Linked DNA regions of Sus scrofa: all the other regions are linked to region 4. Evidence: chromatin contacts called from public Hi-C and promoter capture Hi-C data. All regions are on one chromosome and are shown on one strand. The core of a region is the stretch at or near the end of the contact, and the rest is flanking DNA. Distances in the headings are between cores, read along the strand shown. Region 1 overlaps ASS1 (argininosuccinate synthase). Region 2 overlaps ASS1 (argininosuccinate synthase). Region 3 overlaps ABL1 (tyrosine-protein kinase ABL1). Region 4 holds the start of EXOSC2 (exosome complex component RRP4).

Region 1 (5,804 bases), core at 3,212-5,711, 200 kb before region 4:
GGAAAATAACATGTTATTCCCGCCGCTGCCTCGCTGCGCCCGTGCAGTTTTCACAGTAGGCGCAAGGCCCCTCTGTTATTTCCCCAGCGCTTAAGCCTCCCTCCAGGCCGCCGAGCTGATGGGGAGCAGGCGGGGCGCCGCCAGCCATTGTCTCTCCGGGGCTGGATGCACTGGCCGGGCTGCACGGCGGGCGGCCTCCTCTCCCTCCTCCCCGTGGGCCCAGAGGCAGGGTGACCCACCCACACCCTGCAGCAGGGGCAGCAGGGGCAGCAGGGGCCGGTACCCGGGCTTGGCCAGCCTCTGTGCCCTTGGACCAGGCCCTTCAGCCTCCGGACTTCAGACTCTCTCTGTGATGCTGAGGGGCAAAGGGCCCTCGGTGGTCGCCTGTGCCCACCCCGCCCCCAGCCAGCCCCCGTAGAGACGGGGGAAAACGGAGGCTCCCGGAGGACACAGCTTCATGGACAAAGCATCTGGAACCGTGGACGTGAGCTTGACCTCTGGCTGGGGGCGGGCGGGGCCAGGCAGGTGGGGAACCTTCAGGAAGAGGCTGGGGTGGGGGCACCTCGGGGGCTGCCTGGAGCTTCAGGTGGGCCAGGCCTCAGCTCCTCATGGGGGTGCAGATGTGTACGTGATGACCCGAGTGCCTGCCCTGTCGTGTTCCCTGTCACGTGCCCGCCGTGAATATGCACTCACCCACCCTCTAGCCTCCAGCCTCTGTGCACCCATGGGCACACAGACACCCAGGGCACACTGAGGTTGCCACAGTCCCACCTCAGTACACGCCGAGCACGTGGGCATCTTTTGGATGCCTGGGCACATGTCCGGTGACCTGAGGTCCTGCAGGGCTTACCTCTGTACTGGGGGAGTCCCGGGTTCGAGTCTTGGCTACACCTGTGGGGCAGAAGCGGGTGTGTCCTTTCCAAGAAAGGCCATTTTTTACTTTTCAAAGGGGCTTGCCATCCCCACCTCAGAAGGCTGCGAGGTTGGAGGTCAGCAGTTGTGTGGGAAATGGGCAGCCAGGGCACGTACCATGGAAGGTCCCGTGGCACTGCCTGTGCCGCCAGCCCCCTAACCAGCCCCTGTTCTGTGTTTCAGGGGAACGACCAGGTCCGGTTTGAGCTCAGCTGCTACTCGCTGGCACCCCAGATTAAGGTAAGCTCTTGCTCCTCCCCTTTGAGGGTGGATGCTGGGGCCTGAGGCCCCTGGTGGGGGAGAGCAGAGATGGGGTTCTGGAAGGTTCCACAAACCAGGACCGCGTGCTCCTGAGCCTTGTGGTGGGTGGCGCCCTTCTTTCCCATCGCGAGCAACCCTCCCTCACACCAGCCACAGGGGGACAACACTGTCTCTGACCACCTGTCCTTCCTGGAGATGCTGCCTGGGTCCTGGGTGGGTCAGGCACTGGAGGAAAGACATGGCTGCCCTTCTGCCAGCATCCTTGCCATCCCAGATCTGGCTTCCTGCATGCAGATAAGACCGTTCTGGGACACAGGTGGCTGATTTCTGGGCCACTCCCAGCCCGCAGCCCCAACGGGCACTGCCCCGCTAAGACCCTCCTCCCCCTGCCCCCCGCCTGCTGCCTGAGCCCTGACCCCCCACGTCTTAGATTCTCCCCTGGGATGAAATCCCCAGGATCAGGCCCACAGGCGTCCAGTGCCCAGGGCCGAGCAAGAGAACCAGACTGAGCACCACCAACGCAAGCCCCAGGGGCGACTTACCGTTTTTTTCTAGTGACAAAGCGAGATAAAAAGCAACAGGTGACATCCTCTTAGTGATATGTGTGATTGAACCCTATGAATCCAGAAGGGGTACATTCAACTCGTGATCCCTGTTGAAATTGGGGAAACACTCTCCTTTCTTTTGGCACTAAGTCTTTAAGACCCGCTGTGGACCCTACGCTGACAGCTGTGACCGGCTGCAGTGCGGGTCCCGCTGGCCACACGTGGCTCCTGGCTGCCACCTCGGACAGCACGGGCAGGCGTGGGTCCCTGCTCCTCTGAGGCCACTTCGGCCAAAGCTACAGCCGACATTTCTCACCCCCACCCCACCCAAGCCTCCAAGGGGCCCTCAGGGGTTTCATTTTTTCTTTTAAGTGGAACCTCTTTCTCTCTTTAACCAGTCGGCAGCTGCTTTGAGGGGCGGGGAGTGGCCCGGAGGTGAGCGGTAATGAGCTCTAATGATGTGTTTTGACCCCAAACACCAGGCGGCAGAGAAGCCCTGGACAGTGGCTGCCTGTCTGCGCCGCGGGCCACAGGCCGATGGGCACGGGGCCCTCCCCTGACCCCCACCCTCTGTTCCCACGGCAGCTTGGGGGGCCAGGGTGTCTGATTTCTGGGTCTTTGTCTGCCGAGGCCAAGCCCAGGGGTGAGATGAGGCTGGGAACCAGGGTCTAGCAAGTCTCCAGAAACTAGGATGAGGCCGGAGGGTGTTCCCAGTGCTGAGCCAGGCCCAGGCGCTGCTAAATCCAAGACTGGGGGGACCATCGCTCCCCCAACCCCCCCACCCCCAGCAGCTCCCCAGCTCAGAAATCAAGCCAGATTCTATATCTACGTGACAGCATCCCACCCACAGATGCGCTGCTGCGGGCAGAGGCCAGGCCCTGGCTTGTTCCAGGGCTGAATGGGGGCTTCTTTTCCCTGACACCCCCTGCCCCCAGGCTGGTGGGATGAGCTTGGTCCCCTTACTCAGGCTCTGACTCCCCGTTTCCCAACCCAGAGCAGCCCCAGGGTGTGGAAGGGAGGGAGGCCAGAGGAGTTGGGGGGCCAGGGGGGCGTTGTGTGCCGTTTTGGGCCCACTGCCCTGCAGCGGAGCCAGGCTGGGCGGCTGCAGCAACGTGGACCCTCCCTTAGTCAGCGGGGGTGGGAGGTCCTGCCTCTCTGAACCGAGGGGCCAGCGAGAGACTGGAGGCCTGTCTAGTTCAGACCCTCCCATCTCAGTTGGGGAGACTGAGGCCAGAGGGGTGGGGACTCGGGCCTCTCCAGAGCCACCCTCTGGGGTGGCAGGCCGTGTCACCCCCTCCCCACTAAAGGGGTACCCCTGCCCACACCCCATACCGTGACCAGTGGAGCCTTCGGCCCCTGACCAGAGAGGCCAGCTCTGCCCCTTAGGGGTCCTCCTGACCCGACTCCCTGTTCCGTGCCCAGGTCATCGCTCCTTGGAGAATGCCCGAGTTCTACAACCGGTTCCAGGGCCGCAACGATCTGATGGAGTACGCGAAGGTAGGGCCCGTCCCCGCCATCAGCCCGACCCTCACCAGCGCCCCCTGGCACCTCCCTCCGAGGGGCCTCTCTGGGCTGGAGGTACGAGGCTGAGACAGAGTCCCTCGCGGGGACACTGAACCTTGCACCTGTTCCCCGGGGCCAGCCCTGCCGAGGTGTGGTCCCTGCCTGGGTTGGTCGCCCCCAAAGGGAGCCCGCAGTCCACCGAACAGGAGGCTGCCGGGTCCCCTCTGCCTCCCGTTCAAACTGCCACCTCTGTGGTGCCTGCCACTCCAGGGACGGATGGGGGTGTGAGCGAGGCGGTTCTCTGCCTCTCAATTACCTGCCTAATTGTCCCCAGCGCTTTCCCAGGAAAAGGTAAGGTGCTCTGAGGGGCAGAGCCAGACAAAGACTTTTGTCACACCAGCCCTTTTGAAGTACAAGTTGCAATAAAACATATTAGAAGTTTTGCATCAAGATCCTCGGCCGCTCCCCAGGGTACCTTTCTTTCTAGCAACTCGATGGCAGCTCTTGACAAACAGCCTCAATCAATCAGACGGGGGAAAGCAACTCGGTGCACACACCAGAAAATTGCTCAGGTTTTTAAATAGCAGTCGCCAGGGCTGGCTGTGAGCTCTTGCCGCAGCCAAGGTGCCGCGTGGTAGGGGACACGGCGGGGACACAGCCCTGCCCCTACCGCCAGCATCCCATTAAGACCTGGAGAGCTCAGAGGAAACGTCTCCTCAACCATCTGTTGTTTTATTATTAAGAGGGGAGTTTACAAGAGCAAGCCCATATGTTGCCAAACAAATTTTCAAATAGCAGAGCTATTAAGAGAACGGGGTGAGCAGCTTCCCCCCCCCGGCTTGGTCTCCTTGATGATACAGAATATGGAGCACATTTGAGCTTGAAGCGTAATGAATTGGGGGCCCCTCCCCCGACCCCATGTACATTCTCACGCCTGCAGTTGAGGCTCAAGAGTGGGCTGGGGGGCGGACCCACACGTGGTCCTTCATTTCCGAGAAGCTCTCAGACAAAAGCAGCTCTTGGGTTTTCCAGACGGATTGCAGGAGAATCATTGCTCCTCCCCCGCCCCCAGATTTTGGGGAGAAGGCCCGTGGCTCAGCCTCTGGCTCAGATAACCTTGCAAAACAGGAACGTTTCCCCAGGGAGGCGAGTGTGGGTCCCCCGCCTCTGACCCGCCCTCGGAGGCTGGGGTCAGACCCGAGGTCTGGGGAAATGCAAGCGCCTTCTAGGTCGGGGCGTATCTCCGCACCCAGGAATGACCGGAATAACTGAGCAGCAACCAGACTGGGTCCAAAATCCAGAGCCAGGCAGCTGCTTCAGCCGAGACAAAAATCAATGGGGCTTTGAAAAGCCCTGCTTTCAAGACCCAGAAGTCGCCAAGGCCAAAAGGTGCTGCTAGGAGACTCCAAAAAAACAGGCATTTGTGTCACTGTCCATCTCCCCCCCTTTCCCAGGCCATCGTCCAAGGTGAGGACACTCAGCCTCACCCCAGCCTTATCATTGTCACCATAATTTTTTTTGGTAGCCGGCATGCAAGGTAGGGGGCTGGAAAGCTGGGCAGTCTCCTGTCTATGCATTGAAAACAGTTTTGTTTTCAGTCGCTTCCAGAGTTTCCGGTGTGTGTGTGTGTGTGTGTGTGTGTGTGTGTGTGTAGGCAGGGAGCTTAGGATGGAGAGGGGAGGGAAGACAAATCTCTGGTGGAGGGACTATTTTCGGCTCTTGCATCTAATCTCCCCCCCCTTCTCCTCTCCTTGCGCCGACGGAACCCCAGTGGGAACAAGAGGAAGCAAGAGTGCTTCCAACCGCCCCCCCAAGGAAAAAGGCTTCAAGGCACCTGCCTGCTGGTTTTCCCAGCCCCCAGCCCTTGATTCCTCTCAGTGGGGCCTTTGGTCCACCCTCCTGCGCAGGCTCCCAGACCCCACCCCAGGCCCACTCTCCCTGGAGACAGCACAGGGGAGCATGCGGATTTGCCTCTGGGCAACTTTGTGGGGGTCAAAACTCCCCCCACCCCACCGTGGAGCAGCCTCTAAATGAGGTCTTCCATGTGCCCAGGTGGTTTTATTTTGTAGATTTTAAAAGATGTTTTAAAATTATAATTGATTTACGATGTGCTGTCAATTTCGGCTGTAGGCTCAGGTGGTTTTAAATGGAAGTGTATACAAACTTGAGCGTGGATGTGGGCTCTTTCTTTTATTTTTTTAAACTATTATTATTTATTTACTTATTTTTAGGGCCACACCTGAAGCGTATAGACGTTCCCAGGGCCAAGGGTTGAATCGGAGCTGTAGCTGCTGGCCTACGCCACAGCCACAGCAACATGGGATCCAAGCCGCATCTGCAGCCTACACCACAGCTCACGGCATCACCGGATCCTCAACCCACTGAGCGAGGCCAGGGATAGAACTCGAATCCTCATGGCTCCTAGTTGGGTTCCTAACCCGCTGAGCCACAACAGAAACTCCGAGGGCTGTTGCTTTTTAAATGAGACTCCTGGTAAAGCTTGACAAAAGTCCAAGGCGGGGGTTAACCTAATTTACTTCGAAATTTTAAAGTGATGATGAAGGCAACAGCGCCTCCTGGAGG
Region 2 (5,338 bases), core at 571-3,070, 210 kb before region 4:
AAAGTTGATCTTCCAGTAGGGCAGGTGCCCTCCCAGATGTGGGTTAGGCCAGTCAACATAGCAGAAGAAACAGATGAATGAGCATGTCCTTTCCTCCATAACCAAACGCTCCTAGGAGAGGGTTCGGGTGCCTGTCCCCGGGGCCTGGTGAGATCTGCTTGGTCTTCCTACCTCCTACCTCGGGACAGGCTCATCCAAACTAGAGACTCTATCTCCCTAAGCCTAGGGACCCCCAGTCCTGGAGAAGGAAGATTGCTGGTATCTCCTAGAGAACCTGGCATTCCTGATTTGATTCTCAGGCCCCAGAATTTACCACCAAAATCCAGCTCTGTGCATAGCCTCCGGCAACCCTACTGCCCTCAGCTCCCTCATCTGTCAGTTGGGGAAAAAAAACCCTTCCCCTGGGCCTCACCAAGGGCGCAGATGACATGAGTGGATGCGTTCAAACTAATGATCAGGCTGAATCCTGCCAGCACCCCCTCCTGGTCAAAGTGTGGAATTGCAGCCTAGGTCTCCCAGAAGCCCATGAGGGCAGCAAAGGGGTAAGAGATGCCCTCTAAAATGAGCAAACCCTAAGTCAGGGAGAATTCTACGGCTGGGTGGAGACAGAGTTTTAAAAAGTGATAATGATCTCAGCCGCACTGAGTTAGAATGTGAGGGAGGGGTTCCAGAGGGACCTTCACGTGGCCGTAGCCATGGCAGACAGAGAAATAGAATACAGACGGGTGATGATTCACTGGGGGCTTTGGTCTTCTGGCAGACAATGCAAGTGAGGGAGGGACAGGCTTTGGTCCCCTGGAGGCCAATGAGCAGAGGACAGAGAGCAGTAACGAGGGGGTGGTCTGTAGTCAGCCTGGGTTCCACTCCCGCACAGCCGCCCGAGAGGCTCGAGACCAGGGCAAGGCACAAAACTTTTCTGAGCCTCGGGCTCATCATCTGTAAACAGGTGGTAATAATAGTCCCCACCTTGAAATGACGCACGTGTGGCACTAAACATAGTAACTGCTCTTGTCATCCCTCTGGCTTTGACATTTTAGAGCCGTGTGGATTTTCTTAGCGCTGAGCAATTGCCCAGGCTGGCCCAGCACGTTCACCAGGAGCTGGCTGAATGGCTCTGGCCAGGGCCCTGGGGAATGCCCCCCGCCTTGCCAACTAAGGCCAGGCTGGCAAGCATCTTGGCTTGCGGCCCCCCTCTTCCCTTCCCAGGTGTCCCTCACCTGGAGCAGGATGGCTGGGCTGGCCCTGGGGGCATGGATGTTCTTAGTGGTCATGTGCCTGGGAGTTTGCCCCGTGACCTTCTTGGGGTGAGCAGGGTGGCAAGGCTGAGGCTCCGGTTGGCTGAGTCTTTAGGCAGGAAGCCCAGTGTCCTGGGGTGTCAGGACAAGAATGCATTCCAGGTTGTTTTGTGGACGGTGATACCGAGGCCTGGAGAGAGCGGGGCTTGCCCTAGACCAGCTGTGACCATGGTAAGGGGAGTTTAGTGGGCAGAGGCATGGTGCCCGGCTCAGGGCTCTGGGCTCCTCCCAGAATCTCTGAATCCATGGTTGCTGTGTATGGGGATGGGCGGTTCTGGCTTGCATCCTGCAGGGGAGCACTTACGCTGCTGCTGGGACCCAGGTCTGGAGGACACAGCCCCTGTGCTTTGCCCAGAGTGAGTGCTCACTGGCTGGACAGTGGCTGCTTTCCTCTCCCTTCCACTCTCCCTCCTGCAAGCGAGGCCTCAGCTTCATTTAGCTTCTGCCGGCTGCATCTGGCTGCAGCCTCATCACACGGGGACCTTCCGGGCCCAGGGAGGAGGGCCCTTCACCAGGAAGGCGGGAGCAATACCAGGTCAGATTGCATCATTTTCTCAGCCCATCTGCCCAGCTAGGCTCCGTATGTGCACATGCAGGTCCAAACACGCCACCCACGTGTGTGTGCGTGTGCGTGTGCGTGCGTGTGTGCAGATGCAGGTACATGCATGCAGTCTCAGGTACACACTCCCAGGAAAACGCAGACACACACAGACCCGCCCCTGCCCTCAGGCACATGCTCCGGGGGCATGCATCCTATCACGTGGCTCAGACCCAGAGGCTGAGGCCCTCGGTACCGTGTGCATACGGCCTGGCCGGAGGAGGGGTGGCGGATGAGAGCGTGCATGGAATTCCATCCAGACCCAGAAGGGATCTTAATCCTCTCTTTTTATAGGTGAGAAACTGACCTCCAGGCGGTCGAATCAGCAGGGTTGTTCCGAGTGCCTGTCACATGCCCGGCACTGAGAGATGGTCCCTGCCTCCTCGGGCTCACAGTGGGGGCGGGGCAGTTAGACTGCAGCATGATTGTGCTGTGCTGTGATGGGCCACGCATGAGGCACAGGGGGGTCACAGAGGTGGAGCAGGGCAGACGCAGTGGGTCTGTCTCCATGCCCCTCCCCAACCCTGGCGCCCATCCTCGGCCTCTGGTGCCTTTGGGAGGTGGCAGAGCGGGGGTGACTCTTAAGAGCCGGCTGAACCTTGGGCCCACATCCTCTCTTTCTGTTTCGAGCCCACCCCAGTCACTCCTGGGTGTCTGAGTCACCTGTGGCTTCCCGGACCACACCTCTCCCACGGACCCCCTTCCCCGATCCTCCCCAGAGAGGGGTAGCCTTGTACTCAGGAGACTTGAATCCTGGCCCTGCTACGACGTACCAGCCAAGCAAGGCCTGGAGCAAGTGCCTTAACCCGAGCCTCAGTATCTCTGTCTCTAAAATGGGGATAACGCAATAACACAGCTTATATGGATAAGTGCCTTATCTTGACTGTGGTGATGATTCCTAACTTGAATCCTTCCTACATCCTTCCCGCCTCCTCCCCTCCATCCTGGATGGCCTGTTGCCTGGCTGTGGTTGCCATGGGCACGTCTGCTGGCCCCCACCCGTCCAGGACAGCCTGGCAGGTGGTTAAATGCCCTCAGAAGGGGAGACCTGTGGAGATGCATCAGAATTCCTCCCAACCTCACGGTTCCATGAGGTGTTTCCTCTTCCAAGTCCAAAGGGCAGTGAGAACATGTGGGCCCTGGGACTGGCTGATGGGTGGCCCCGTCAGATGTCAGGGGCTGCACAAAAGATGAATGTTCTTGGGTTCTGCTGCAAAGGGCTGGGGCACCGGGACAGTGCTTTGTCTCTAAACCTCCAGGCACAGGGAAACTCTTCCGTACCCAGGAGCCTGCATCCTCGTGTGTGTGTGGGGAAGGGGGGGTGGGGGGAGGGGGGGGCTCACATGGATCTGTGCATAGTGTCCACAGCCTTTCCCAATAAGCGTCTGCTAGGGACACTGACCTTGGCCAGACTCCAGTGTAAACATTCACAGCAGACACAAGCACGCCTGCAGTAAATGCAGGATGCTGGGGCCATGGCCCTGGAGGCTACAGCCAGATGGCCTGGATCCAAATCTGGCCCTGCCACCTGCTGACTATATGATTGAGAGCAAGGGACCTGGCTTCTCTGACCCTCAGTCTCCTCTTCAGCAAAGTGGGTACAATAATTGCATCTATCCTCGGGGCCACGCAGAGGCTGCTGGGAGGCAGGCCAGGCCCTAAGGCAGCCCAAAGGTTCAGGGAGAGCCGAAGGAACAGAAGCTGCGAAGGCAAGGAGTCGGGAGGGCCTGGTGCCTTCTGGAAGCTTTGGTATAGCTGAGGAGCGGGAGCGATAGGGTGGGACCCTACCGCAGAAGGACAAACCTGTCATCTCTGTGTCCTCATTGCCTTCCCCCTCTGCGCGTGGGGACAGAGGGCTTGGAGTGCTTCCCAGCTGGTCCTCTCGGAGCTGAGTTTACAGGTGCTTGTTTCAGGTACTCTGATGTTTTTACCCCGTCAGTGCCTCTTGCTCTTGAAAAGAACCTAAGGTCCCACGGGAGGCCCAGATGGGAGAGGTCCAGCAGGGCAGGCTCTTCCCCCAGTGTCCTAGACCCTGGAGAGCGGGGAGGCAGCCCTGCATGCTGGGAAGATCCTAGATTCTGGAGCCAGACACAGACACGTGCTCTGTGACCCTGAGCTGGCCATTGACCTCTCTGAGCTCCAGTCTCTGCCTCCGCAACGGGCCTGACAACACCCATTTCATGGGGTCTTACGGAGGTGCAGGGTGATCGGGGCCCCCAGGACCACCCCTGGCGTGGTCTAGATGAGCAAGGAGCTGTTCTGATTGAACAGTGTGGGCTGCCCGAAGCTCACGGCCACGGTCCTTCTCAAGTCTCCTGGTGCTGCCCATCCTTGGCGTCTTGGCCTTTGGTCCCAACAGCTCAGCCTTGGTCTTCTTCTCCATCTGGTGGGGGATTGGTTCTCAGAGATGCCTCCCTCTGCCAGGCCCCAGTGTGATGTGTGGGGCTGTGTGCAGGGTCAGGGCCCCTGGGGGGTGGCAGGGGTGGCAGGGGTGTGGCTGCAGGAAGGAACAGCTCCTCATCCAGCCCTGATGATGGATGAACAGCCTGTTCCGAGCCCCACGCTGGCGGCGTGTCCAGGGGATAAGGCTGCCCAAGGCCAAGGGCAGGGCTGGGGAGGGCAGGCCAGGAGGGTGCTGTTGGCAGAGGCTGGCAGGTGAGGTAAGCTGGTTCTGGGTCACTCACGTTCTTCCTCGTCTTCCTGCAGACAGGATGTCCAGCAAAGGCTCTGTGGTTCTGGCCTACAGCGGTGGCCTGGACACCTCCTGCATCCTCGTGTGGCTGAAGGAGCAAGGCTATGATGTCATCGCCTACCTGGTGAGGGGATGCCCATCCCGTTGGTCTTTCTACCTGTTGGCCCTGCTGCCCATCCAGCCTGCCCACCTGCTCCTGTCCTGGGTCCAAGCCCAGCTTCCCGCCCCCCTGCCAGCCTGTCTTGAACTGTAGGAGAAAGAGGCTTCTCGATACACTGCCTCCCTCTTTTTACCTGTCAGGTGGACACCGTTGGTGTCTTCCCTCCGCTCTGAGATGCTCCCCAGAGCACGGAGGAGACGCGCTCCCCACGAGAGTAGCTGGACGGGGCACCAGGTGTGAGCTTGGCAGAGCTGCCAGGCCAGCCTCCTGGAGAGGGACCAGGGGCTTGGGTCTGCTGAAGGCCATGGGAGGGGACAGAATCTTCCCTTTTCCCAAAGTCCCTTGTCCGCTCTCGATAACTCAGCAATGATCGTAGCTCCCTACACTGGCTAAGCTGAAAGAGCCCTTGGAGATGGCCTAATTCTGGGACCGCAAATAAGTCACAGGCCACAGGCAATAAGCTGTGGAGGATGCCCCTCCCCCATCCAGGGTCCACAGCAGACAATCCCTCATCAAACCAGCTCCATGTCCGATAAATCTGAACATCACCTCTGACGCTTTCTCCGTGTGACTGTGCCAATTCTAGAAATCCA
Region 3 (5,141 bases), core at 2,403-4,902, 130 kb after region 4:
CCTCTAGCCTGGGAATCTCATATGCCACGGGAGCGGCCCAAAAAACAGCAAAAAGACAAATAAATAAATAAATAAATAAATAAAAAATGAGAAGCTACCTTGAAGCGGGAGCGGCCTAAAAAACGGCAAAAAGACAAATAAATAAATAAATAAATAAAAAATGAGAAGCTACCTTGAAGCACCTCCCCAAAACTGGTATGCCAGTATGTGGACTTCTTCCTATGGATAGAATTGTGGGTGTGTGTGCGTGCACATAATACATATATTTTGAACAAAAATGGGATCACATTATACCCATCTATTTCCAGAGCTGAACTGCAGTTTTGTCAAGCAGTTGGTAGATGTGGTTTTGTGATGGTCACACAATTTCCTGAGTGCCTCCTGTCAGATGGGGCGTTTTTCCATCCTCATCTTATTTACACCTCACCTTAGTCCTCAGGGCAGATACTGCTTTTAACTGCATTTTTGCATTAAGGAAATGAAGGTTTGGAGGGGTCAGGTTTCTTGCTGCAGATCACACAGTGGGAGCTGAAGGAAGTAGCTAGGTTCAGACTCCACTGTCTGCGCCATGGCAACGTGCTGTCCCGAAGGGGTAGACAGGTGGACTGTTGGAGGGTTCCAGATGGTGTATGTATTTTTTAATAATATGTGATACATGCACATGGTTAAAAAGAACAAAATGAATTGCAGTGAAATGTAATTCTGTCTCCTAATTCATTTCTCTTGCTCAGAGGCAACCCCTGTGACCAGTTTCTTACAGAGTTCCCCAGTGTATGTGTGTTTATATTTAAACACACACACACACACACAAGTGATGCATAATCTACACAGTTCTGCATCTTGCTTTTCCCACCTAATCATATATTTTGGAGATTGTTTCATGGCAGCACATTTGGAGCTGCCTTGTCTCATTCTCGTTAATGACTGCATAGCATGGACGGACCATCATTTATTTAAGCAGTCCCCTGCTGGCTGACTTTTAGGCTGTTTCCAGTCTTTTGCTATTATAAATAATACTGTTATGAGGTGGATTTCAAACCTTTTTAAAAAATCTCAGCCCACCGTAAAAAAAAGGTTTAGGTCACCCACCCAATACATGTACTAGTAACAGAAGGTTCGTGAAACCCTACTTACTCCCGTTGTATGTAATGCACTCTGATGTTTGGTATTCCATTCTGTCCTGTTGCTTTTTTTTTTTTTTTTTGATTCTGGTCATAATCCACTCATTTATTTCACAGACTCGCTAGCAGGTTGTGACCGTCATTGTGCATACTTCTTGGCAGACTCCAGGCGTCTGCGAGATAAGTTGCTAGAACTGATTGACGGTTATGTGCATTTCACATTCGTAGAGATATTCCCAAAGTACTTTCTTTAGCAATTGTACAAATATGTTTTCTCACCAGCAGTGTTGTGCGAGTGTGTGTTTCCCTATATGCTCGACAGCAGTATTTTATCAGACTTGCAAAGACATCTCTGTCGGTGATTGATTGGTAACGATTGTATTTTGTTATGTTTAACATGCCTGGGTTGTGTGTTGAGTGCTTCCTGTGCCATTTACCAAATTCATCTTTTCCTGTGTATTTGAAATATACCAAATTTACCTATGAATTTACTCTGTTCTCTCTATTCATATGCCAGAACCAGACTTTTCATTATTACAGCTTTATGGTGTGTGTGTTTGGCCACACCTGCAGCATTTGGAGGTTTCTGGGCTAGGGGTTGAATCCCAGCAGCAGCTGCAGCAGTTTGGGATCCTTTAACCCACTGCGCCATGCCAGGGATTGAACCTGTACCTCCACAGCAACCCTAGCCACTGCAGTTGTATTCTTAACCCCCTTCGCACAAGCAGGAACTCCTAGCTTTATAGTGTGTGGTGTTGATCTTGTTTGTTTGTTTTGGTTTTGGGGGGTTTTCTTGGCTGTGCCTGCAGCATGTGGAAGTTCCTGGGCAAGGGATCAAACCCATGCCACAGGAGTGACAATACCAGATCCATAACCACTAGGCCACCAGGGAACTCCTGTAACATGTGATACCTGATAGCTCTAGTCCCCTTTTTTTAATCTTGCTAACATTTTCATGGTTATCCCCACATGTTTACTCGTACCATACAAATGCACAATGCATTTCTTTCTCTTTTTTTCTTTACAGAGCTGCACCCGCAACATATGGAGGTTCCCAGGCTAGGGATCAAATCAAAGCTGCAGCTGCCCGCCTATACCACGGCCACAGCAATGCGGGATCTGAGCTGTGTCTGCGACCTGCACCACCACTCATGGCAACACCGGATCCTTAACCCACTGAGCAAGGCCGGGGCTCAAACCCCCAACCTCATGGTTCCTAGTCGGATTCGTTTCTGATGCGCCATGATGGGAACTCCAGATTTTTGGGGGGTTTGTTTTTTGGCATTTCTTTTTTCAGTGTGCTTATCTGTTGATTTTTCTGCATCTCCACATCTCAGAGTCTTCTGGCTAAAGTCCTTATTGCCAGTATCGGATGCTTTCTGTTGTGGCACATGTCCTTCTACCAGCACCAGAGTCTCTGTGACAGACAGCATAGTCTGCTGTTGACGTGCGACCAGAGGTCGGCCTCATCAGCTTGCTTTTCAGGTCATTGTTCCCATCCCGTGGGTAGAACTGAGACCTTCCTTCTGCAGAAGACATGCCAGGGTGCCGAGCCCTTGGACACCTAGCCTTCAGACCGCAGGGCTGCCTTTTTAGTGAAGCAGGACACCAGAGGGCACCGCTCGTGAGGGCGGTGGTCTCCTGGAGCCGACAGCTTGCTTCCCGTCTGCACTGTCTATCCACGGGCGAGCCGTGCGGCACCACAGTGATCAGGGGAGGCTTGTGCTGAGCAGGATAAGGGTTTCTTTTCCCTGGAGTTGTGTCATCAGCACCCTTGGAACAGATGCAGACGATGCATGATCTAGGTCAACTTGTCTACCTTGTCCCGCGGGGGTGGGTCTAAAGCATTATTAAAAGGTGGCGCGCAAGGCCCGCATGGACACATGATTTGCAGAATTTGAGTCACCTGATGAGGAAGCCAAGCCTCTGTCTGAAAGCTGGTGTGCACCAGGTAGGTTCCTTTCATTCCAGGTAGAGCACAGGGCACCCCTCTCATCAGGCCGGGCAGCTCATCCAAGTGTCTGAGGCATCTTGCCTCCGCCCGCCCTTCCTGGCAAAGGCTGCCTCCAGCTGTCCGAGCACCTGGAGATTTCTCAGCCCACGGGGTCATCAGGCCGACATCTGCAGAGGCTCCGCTCTGTGAGGGCCACTCTTGAGGGGGCCCCGTTGGGTGGGGTCATATTCCTGGAATGAGTGGTACAGCATCTGAATGGGGGGAGGTGTTACAGCAATGCGTGAGACAGTGCGGCTCGGCTTTGCAAAAGCTGCTTACATAGCAGAGCTTTGATGCAATCGTTTTTGGATTTCTAAGGGGAAAATTTAAAGTTTGGTGGGAGGGACAGCCTGGGGTTGAATAAATTTGATTCTTATTTTCAAATTAGCTAATCTTTAGAAAACAACTGATTTAGAGATTCTTCTCCAAGGCCCCAAAGGATTTCTTTCTGCCTCCGCCCTCTTGGCTCTGGTTTACCTTCGTCCTCCTGTTCCGAGCTTTCAGCAGCAGTTTTGGCTGGTCAGTCAGCCCAGGGCCATCAGCTCAGGGCCCAAAGCCCAGGACTCTTGGAGTTTCAAGCTAGACTCTTGAAAGGACTGCACCACACAGACCCATTGCTGTTTCCTGGCAGTCCGGGTAGTCTTCACAGTGTTCAGGCACCCTGGCATTTGGTTTTCGGTCTTGGTGCTTTCTTAAAGTTTGGAGACCTCTGCCAACATAACAGAATTAAAGTCTGATTTTCCTCTTCCACCTCCCATCCCCGGTCATTGTTCAGTTCTGGTTATTTGTGTCTGTATCATATTTACTCGGGTGGGGTGCCTCTGCCAAGCCCCACGCTTCCCTTAGCCCCCGATAGTCTTTCCTTTTCTTCCCTTCTTCAGAGAGATGCCCAGTTGACACTTACTTTCACGGTCTGTTGAAGCGACAAGTTCAGGTTGACAGGAGTGGGATTTGGGCTTAAGCTTTGGCAGAGGTGGCAGGACAGATACCAACTGTGTAAACCAGATTTACCCACCCTGACCCTGGCTGGGCAGGCACAGGCATCTCAGTGGAAAGCCTGCCAAACCATAGCTGACCTTCCCTTGTCAAGGGGGGCGCATTACTCTTAAGTGGGGCCTAACTCTCAAGGACTGCCTTCCTGCTGGTTTCTGAGTAGCTTGGAGGGTGGGGTGGGGTGGGGGGGTTACTTCCTGGCCTTGCAGGCTGTAAACACTACGTCCAGGGCTGGGGGCAGGGGACAGACCTCCAGGGTCTGAGGTAGCCAAAGACTAAGCTCCCGTAAGCCTGTGAGTCTGGCTGTCAGGAGGAAAGCTGTTTCTGGTGAGTTTCTTTGACAAGTCCTATCTTTCGGGTCCCTGCATGATTGGGAGGAGGCACAGCCCCGGCTGAGCCCCCAGAGTGTTTACGTAACTGGGTGCGTAGCACAATGACATGCCGTTCATAACACTGATTTCACTTTCTCTGTGAACGTGCCGTGCATTCCTGGTGAAGATCACCCAGTTCACTAGCAAATGCGGCTCAAACACTAGCACTACTCGGAAGGAAGCCACCGGAGCCGCCTGCTAGAAGATGGCTCTGCGGTACATTTAAGGGAGAGTAGTTTCAATATTTAATACGTGTCGGTATGTAAATTTTATGTTGAAAGATGAACTAAGTCTCAGGGTCTGTAAATTTAATTATTGAAAAGGATAGAGTTTGCCCACTCAGTGAAACCTCCCATAACTCTGCAGTTTCTAACAGTGGAGCCTGAGAGGGAATCAGCTGAGACCAAGAACAAATTCTGCATAAAGTAGGGCTTGGGGGAGCCATTAGCATTCTGTGCCATTGCGTGAACTTGATCTTTGGGCTGGGGAGTGCTCCTTTCAAGCTGACAGGGAAAGATAGGTAACGAGCCTTGCTCCCAGGTGACCTGCCCGAGAGCCCAGCAAGCAAAACGGGCCCTTTTGCCTGTACTGTGCCAGTGCTTTCCAAGTGGGGGGTGCTCTGCTTCCAAGGGGTGCCTTCTTGGGATGGCTCTTCTCTCCTCT
Region 4 (5,599 bases), core at 109-2,608:
ACCTAAGTGCCCTGAGAATGGGAGGGGTTAAGGTTAAGTCCATCCCTCCTTGAAACTGGATGTTGTCAAGACTATACCCTAGTTTTTGGTATAGATGCACTCCCAGGTCCAGCTGCCTAGTGGACTGAGCTCTGCTGGCTCAAAGGACAACACTGCCCTCTTCTGGCAGAGGCCAGGCTCAGCAGATGAACCCTTAAACTTTCTTGGCTCTAGTCCATTCCTCCAGGCAAGGAAGAGGGCAAGTATCTGGCCTGCCCCTTTACTGATGACCTGTGGGGCCCTAGAATTTATTTCATTGACTGCCTCCCAGGGTTGGCTTTCTTGACAGATGTAGTTGTGAGCCATGCTTAGGTGAAAAAAATGCTGTCCTTTTGGAGGTGTATTTATCTATTGGTCTGATGGACTTTCAGAGGCAGCAGACCTGATTTACCAAGCTTAGCGTGTGGTACTGATGTGAGTTATTTCCCTTAATCCTCTTTAGAGTCCCTTGTATGAAGAATTATCATCTCCAGTTCCCTGAGGTCGAACTCTCTTGTGGATGCTTTAAACCATGCAAGGCAAGGGTGAGGGAGGGGCTGGTGGGAAGTGGGGAGAGGGATGGGGAAAATGCTTCTGACCCAGAGATAAAACCACATATCCACCTATCAGTTCACCACTGAACCCTCAGAACAGCTCCTGGTTCAATTCGCTGCATGAGTAAATATAAGCAAAGATTCTCGTATTAAATAGGCACTTGTCCTTCCTTCCAAATACACCCACCTGCCAAGGTCCGAATGTTTTCTTAGATGGTTTCTCGAATTTTCAAAAGAAATATTAGGGTTAATTAGCTCACTTAGGCAGAACGGAATCAGCACCTGAAGCATTGTTTGGGGGTACAGGTGGTGGTTATTCCTGAAGCAGCAGACACGAGGCGGAAGTAATGCAGAATACAGAGGCTACTAGTAACGGTTCCCAAAGGGGCTCAGATAGTGTTTTCTGTAGATCCCATTGCCTGAGCAATCTCATACCTCCCTCACCCAAAAATCAGATTTTAGCAGCTTAGAGGTGGGAGGAAACGCAAAGGTCCATTTCTCAATTATCTCTAACCCTGGAAAACAGTAAGTGGCATGATGATTACAAGAGGGTTTTGGCAAAAAGTCAAATGCCAGACAACCTGAGATTGTACCATTCGACAAGTGCAGCCTCGCCAATAGTAAAGATGGCAACTCGGCTCCTTCCTTCCCTTCGCATTTACCTAATGGTTGCCAATAGCCAACATGGCCGCGAGTCCGTGAGTTTCCATTGGTGGCTGCTCTGAGGCCCCGCCCCGCGAGCGAAGGCAGAGAGTTGCTGAGAAGGACGGTAAGCCTTCGGGTTGGGCTGCGCCTGCGCAAGTTATTGGCGCCAAGATGGCGATGGAGATGAGGCTTCCTGTCGCTCGCAAGCCTCTTAGCGAGAGCCTGGGGCGCGAGACTAAGAAGCACCTGGTGGTGCCGGGGGACACGATCACCACGGACACAGGCTTCATGCGGTACGTGGGGTCGTGGGGGACTCTGGGCTATAGGAGCGGCCGCACTGCTCTGCACGTGGCTTGCTGGCCGAAACCTGGGCCCTCCGTTCTCTTTCCCCTACGCCCTCGCGGTACCCAGGGCACATCTGCCGACCATCCTAGTCGCCTCGTTTTCGAAGCCTCGGGCTTATTGCTCCCTGCCTTGTGTGTGTCCCCGTCTGCTTTGCCCCAGCCCGCCGACACCCTCCTCTCCTGATCTCCGTGACTCTTCATCGCTCTGCCTGAGACCCAAATTCTGGGCCTTCCTCGTTGGGAAAACTGGGGAGGGCTAGGGGCCGGGGCCTCTTAACAGTTTTCGACTGAGAGGGACGGTGGGCGTTTTTGACATGTGCGCCTTCTCCCTCAGCATCATCTCTTAGCCAGGTGCATGGTTTTGGAACTAGTCATGGTTTGGGTTTAGAGCATGCAGGTATGTTGAGTTACATGCACCCAAATGTACAGCTTTGAATCTGAGGGCAGGCTCTTGAGTTGGACAGCTGGGGTTCCTGACCTCTCCCACGTCAGTTTCCTCATCCCTAAAATAGTGATATTAACTATTTAACAGGGTAGTGAGGATTAAATGAGGTGACGATTAAGGAAAGAAGCAAAACTCACCATTGTATCACTGTCATAGATTAACACTCGTGGATGCTCAGCCTGTTTCCCCCTTTGGGGAAAAGTGCTTGTACAAATAGGAGAGGTACAGCATTGATACATTCGTTGCCCTTTAGCCTCTTAGTTTGGGGTTATTGGATCCCAGGAAATCTTACGAGTCAGTCCTTCATTTGCTCATTGTGTATGTACATCATGTGTGGTTAGGGCACAGCACTGAACAGAGGGGAAATCTCTGTCCTGGTGGAGTTTACGTTCTCACTGGAAGAGACATAATAAGCGATAAGCACAGCAAACGCATAAGTGATTCAGAATATTTGGTGGTAAATGCAGTAGAGAAAATAAACAGTCGAGCAAGGTAAGCAGCATAGGTGGGATCGTGGCAGCAGCAGGGTGGGCGACATGAGAAACGGGATGGTGACGAGGGACAGGTGGAGAAAGTGACCTTTGGGAAGACTTGAGTCAGACAAGGAAGTGGTCCATGTATCCCTATTAAAGAAGGAATGTTTTAGGAAGCATGGCACAAAAATCTGGCTTTCAGGCAGGAGGAGGCTGTTAAGTTTGAGGAACACATTGTTTTTTGTTTGTTTGTTTTTTAAACTTTATTATTTTTTTATTTTATTTATTTATTTACTTATTTTGCTATTTCTTTGGGCTGTTCCTGCGGCACATGGAGATTCCCAGGCTAGGGGTCGAATCGGAGCTGTAGCCACCAGCCTACGCCAGAGCCACAGCAACGCAGGATCTGAGCCGCGTCTGCAACCTACACCACAGCTCACGGCAACGCTGGGTCTTTAACCCACTGAGCAAGGGCAGGGACGGAACCCACAACCTCATGGTTCCTAGTCGGATTCGTCAACCACGGGAACTCCTGTTCTTTGTTTTTAGGGCCGCACCCGAGGCTTTTGGAAGTTCCCAGGCTAGAGGCTGAATTGGAGCTACAGCTGCCGGCCTACGCCGCAGCAATGCCAGATCTGAGCTGTGTGTGCGACCTACACCACAGCTCACAGCAACGCCAGGTCTTTAACCCACTGATTGAGGCCAGGGATTGAACCCTGTCCTTTGTGTCTTCCTGTTGCCACAGGGGCCATGGGACCTATATGGGGGAAGAGAAGCTCATCGCGTCTGTGGCTGGCTCGGTGGAGAGAGTAAACAAGCTGATCTGTGTAAAAGCTTTGAAAACCAGGTGAGAACAAAAGGTGTGTATTGTGGCGTCAGAATTGCACAGCCAGGTCCTTTCTGCCACAGCATACCCCCTCCGTCCCCCATCCCTGCCTGCCCCATCATTCTGTAGGTCTGTGATTTGGAGCACGTGACTGAAGGAGGGGGATGGGTGACCACAGGTAGGTTTGGGCTTCAGAGGTTTCCCTACGTTACCTGACCTCCCCAAGCTTTGGTTTCCTCCTCTGCAAAATGAGACGTAGCATGACCTACCTTGTAGGATTTGCCCTGGAATGCACTGGAACAGTGCATGCAAAGTACTCACACAGAGCCTCCTACTCACACAGAGCCTCCTAGAAGGGCTCAGTTAAGGTAGCCCAGGAATATAAGCTAGTGGGGCTGGAACAGAGGGAGCAGGCGGGGTGGGGGATGGCAGGAGTGGTAGGAGCCTGCGGCCTGTGAAAATTCCCCAGGGCTGGGATTGAACCTGCACCACAGCGGCGACCTGAGCTGCTGCAGTGACAATGCCAGATCCTTAACCTACTGCGCCACCAGGGAACTCAACACGGTAAGCATTTTTGACTTGTACTTTGTGAAATCTAGGAAGCCACTGGAGGAGGTAGGGCAGAGGAGGGATCTGGTCTGACTTCTGTTTAGATGAAATCACTCTGGCTGCTGTGGGAGGACGGGGCAGGGGTAGGGCACTGCTGACCTAGACTAAGGTGATGGCAGTAGGAGTGGGCAGAAGTGGCCACGGTGGCATGTATTTTGTGCTCTGAGTGTTTTCATCATGAGAAAGTGTTGGATTTTGTATTCTTGGGATTTTCTGTACTAGAAGACCATGTCTGTGAGAAAAGAAAAGATAGTTTTATTTCTTCCTTTCCAATTTGGCTGCCTTTTATTTTCTGCCTGTATTTTAAAGGTAGAGGCGGTAGGCTCCATTGCTGGACTTGTTCTGCAACATGAGAGAAAGAGAGATTGAGACTGAGAAATATGAAGGGTTCCTTCAGGGATTCTGGCTTGAGCAGGTGGAGTTGCTATTTCCTGAGATGGTGACAACCAGGAGCGGATCCGTTTGCTGTGGGGGAGGGAGGGGGGCTGCTGGAAAGCTTTGTCTTAGGCGTGTTTTGCAAATTCACACCAGTGGAGGTGCTGGGTAGCCAGCAGTCGACTAGAGTCTGGAATTGAGGGGAGGGGTACGCTCCTCGGGAGTATGTAAAGCCGCCTGGCTGGATGAGCTCAGCACGTGAGTGTGGGCTGAAATGGGCGGAGGCCCAAGGACTGAGCCTTCAGTCTGGAACACTACATCAGTAGAAGCGGGACGAGGGACTGGCAGCCAGTGGGTGAGTGAGACAGCGAGTAGACTGGTTTGGGTGATGTCCTGTCCCCTCTGGGTTCCAGAGCCCAGCAGAAAAGAGTCCATGCTTACCATGTTCATGCAGTTAACAAAGAAAGGGTTTCAGGCTTAGGGAACTACTTGCGATAAATGGTTTAAGACTAGTTAACAGAAGGAGTTCCCATTATGGCACCACGGGTTAAGGATCTAACTGCAGCAGCTCAGGTCGCTGCTGAGGTGCAGGTTTGATCACCGGCTGGGCATAGTGGGTTAAGGATCCAGCATTGCCGCAGCAGTGGCTTGGATTCGATCCTTGGCCTGGGAACTCCCATATGCCTGCCGCAGGTGTGGTCAAAAAAAAAGAATGGTTAACAGAGGCTGTATGTATAGGAATGTTTTGAAGCTATCAGTTCCTAAAAATGAGTCTAGAGTGTAGTTAGATAAATTAAATAAATGTGGTGCCTAACCAAGGCCCCCCCGCCCCCCCAGTCTGGTTTAACTGACCTTCCCAGTGGGATTTGGTCTCATGTTAAAGTCTTTTCACTACTGGGTGACCTTTTGTTTCATCTTTCAGATATAATGGTGAAGTGGGGGACATTGTAGTGGGGAGAATCACGGAGGTAAGTCAAGTCTGCCAGGTTGGTTTTCCCAAAGTAGAAGCAAGCTGGTGACCTAGTGAATGGGATCTTCGTTCTAGATGCGGTTACCTGGCCGAGGCATGTGCCGTGTTTTGGTGTAAATGGTTGGTTGGTTACGTTTAGGGTTATCAGTTGTTTACAGTGTGCGCTCTGGCCCCCGGGTATGTGTCCAGGTTCGGGGTTTCTTTGTCTGTAGGTCCAACAGAAGAGGTGGAAAGTGGAGACCAACTCCAGGCTGGACTCGGTCCTGCTTCTGTCATCCATGAACCTTCCCGGAGGAGAGCTGGTGAGGGTCTCCGGTGGGACTGGACGGTTGGTTGGCGA

The links. Promoter capture Hi-C pulls out the DNA fragments that hold promoters and counts their contacts. Hi-C and Micro-C count contacts between places; a contact is called where the count stands out from the background.
Region 1: a contact with region 4 is called in a promoter capture Hi-C map of fetal liver, with 2.4 times the contacts expected there. The contact joins the enhancer-like site here to the promoter of EXOSC2 in region 4. A contact is called at or near these places in 5 of 5 promoter capture datasets (fetal liver, fetal skeletal muscle, liver and 1 more), 30 of 47 Hi-C or Micro-C datasets (adipose tissue, alveolar macrophages, blood and 17 more) and 2 of 2 datasets of contacts at active chromatin or transcription factors (alveolar macrophages and skeletal muscle).
Region 2: a contact with region 4 is called in a promoter capture Hi-C map of liver, with 4 times the contacts expected there. The contact joins the enhancer-like site here to the promoter of EXOSC2 in region 4. A contact is called at or near these places in 4 of 5 promoter capture datasets (fetal liver, fetal skeletal muscle, liver and 1 more), 32 of 47 Hi-C or Micro-C datasets (adipose tissue, alveolar macrophages, blood and 17 more) and 2 of 2 datasets of contacts at active chromatin or transcription factors (alveolar macrophages and skeletal muscle).
Region 3: a contact with region 4 is called in a Hi-C map of skeletal muscle, with 3 times the contacts expected there. The contact joins the enhancer-like site here to the promoter of EXOSC2 in region 4. A contact is called at or near these places in 1 of 5 promoter capture datasets (fetal skeletal muscle), 14 of 47 Hi-C or Micro-C datasets (embryonic fibroblasts, fibroblasts, liver and 6 more) and 1 of 2 datasets of contacts at active chromatin or transcription factors (skeletal muscle).

What each region holds. Positions count from the first base shown.
Region 1 is chr1:270,547,835-270,553,638 of Sscrofa11.1, forward strand. ASS1 (argininosuccinate synthase) reads left to right here. Exons shown (of 15, transcript XM_003353686.4): 5 at 1,096-1,152; 6 at 3,141-3,215. Among named protein-coding and RNA genes, the nearest start is that of ASS1, 19 kb to the left of the region's middle. Within about 2 kb of position 4,462, at least 1 of the 83 cell types and tissues checked has an H3K27ac peak or open chromatin away from gene starts, as enhancers often do. A contact at or near this core is called in fetal liver, where this site is marked.
Region 2 is chr1:270,533,476-270,538,813 of Sscrofa11.1, forward strand. It overlaps ASS1 (argininosuccinate synthase), which reads left to right. Exons shown (of 15, transcript XM_003353686.4): 2 at 4,600-4,709. The coding sequence starts at 4,605. Among named protein-coding and RNA genes, the nearest start is that of ASS1, 4.7 kb to the left of the region's middle. Within about 2 kb of position 1,821, at least 4 of the 83 cell types and tissues checked have an H3K27ac peak or open chromatin away from gene starts, as enhancers often do. A contact at or near this core is called in fetal liver and liver, where this site is marked.
Region 3 is chr1:270,876,574-270,881,714 of Sscrofa11.1, forward strand. All of the region lies in intron 4 of ABL1 (tyrosine-protein kinase ABL1), which reads left to right. Among named protein-coding and RNA genes, the nearest start is that of QRFP, 39 kb to the right of the region's middle. Within about 2 kb of position 3,653, at least 17 of the 83 cell types and tissues checked have an H3K27ac peak or open chromatin away from gene starts, as enhancers often do. A contact at or near this core is called in mesenteric adipose tissue, omental adipose tissue, retroperitoneal adipose tissue and 1 more, where this site is marked.
Region 4 is chr1:270,747,176-270,752,774 of Sscrofa11.1, forward strand. It overlaps EXOSC2 (exosome complex component RRP4), which reads left to right and starts at 1,359. Exons shown (of 7, transcript XM_013993938.2): 1 at 1,359-1,510; 2 at 3,225-3,326; 3 at 5,212-5,257; 4 at 5,472-5,561. The coding sequence starts at 1,389.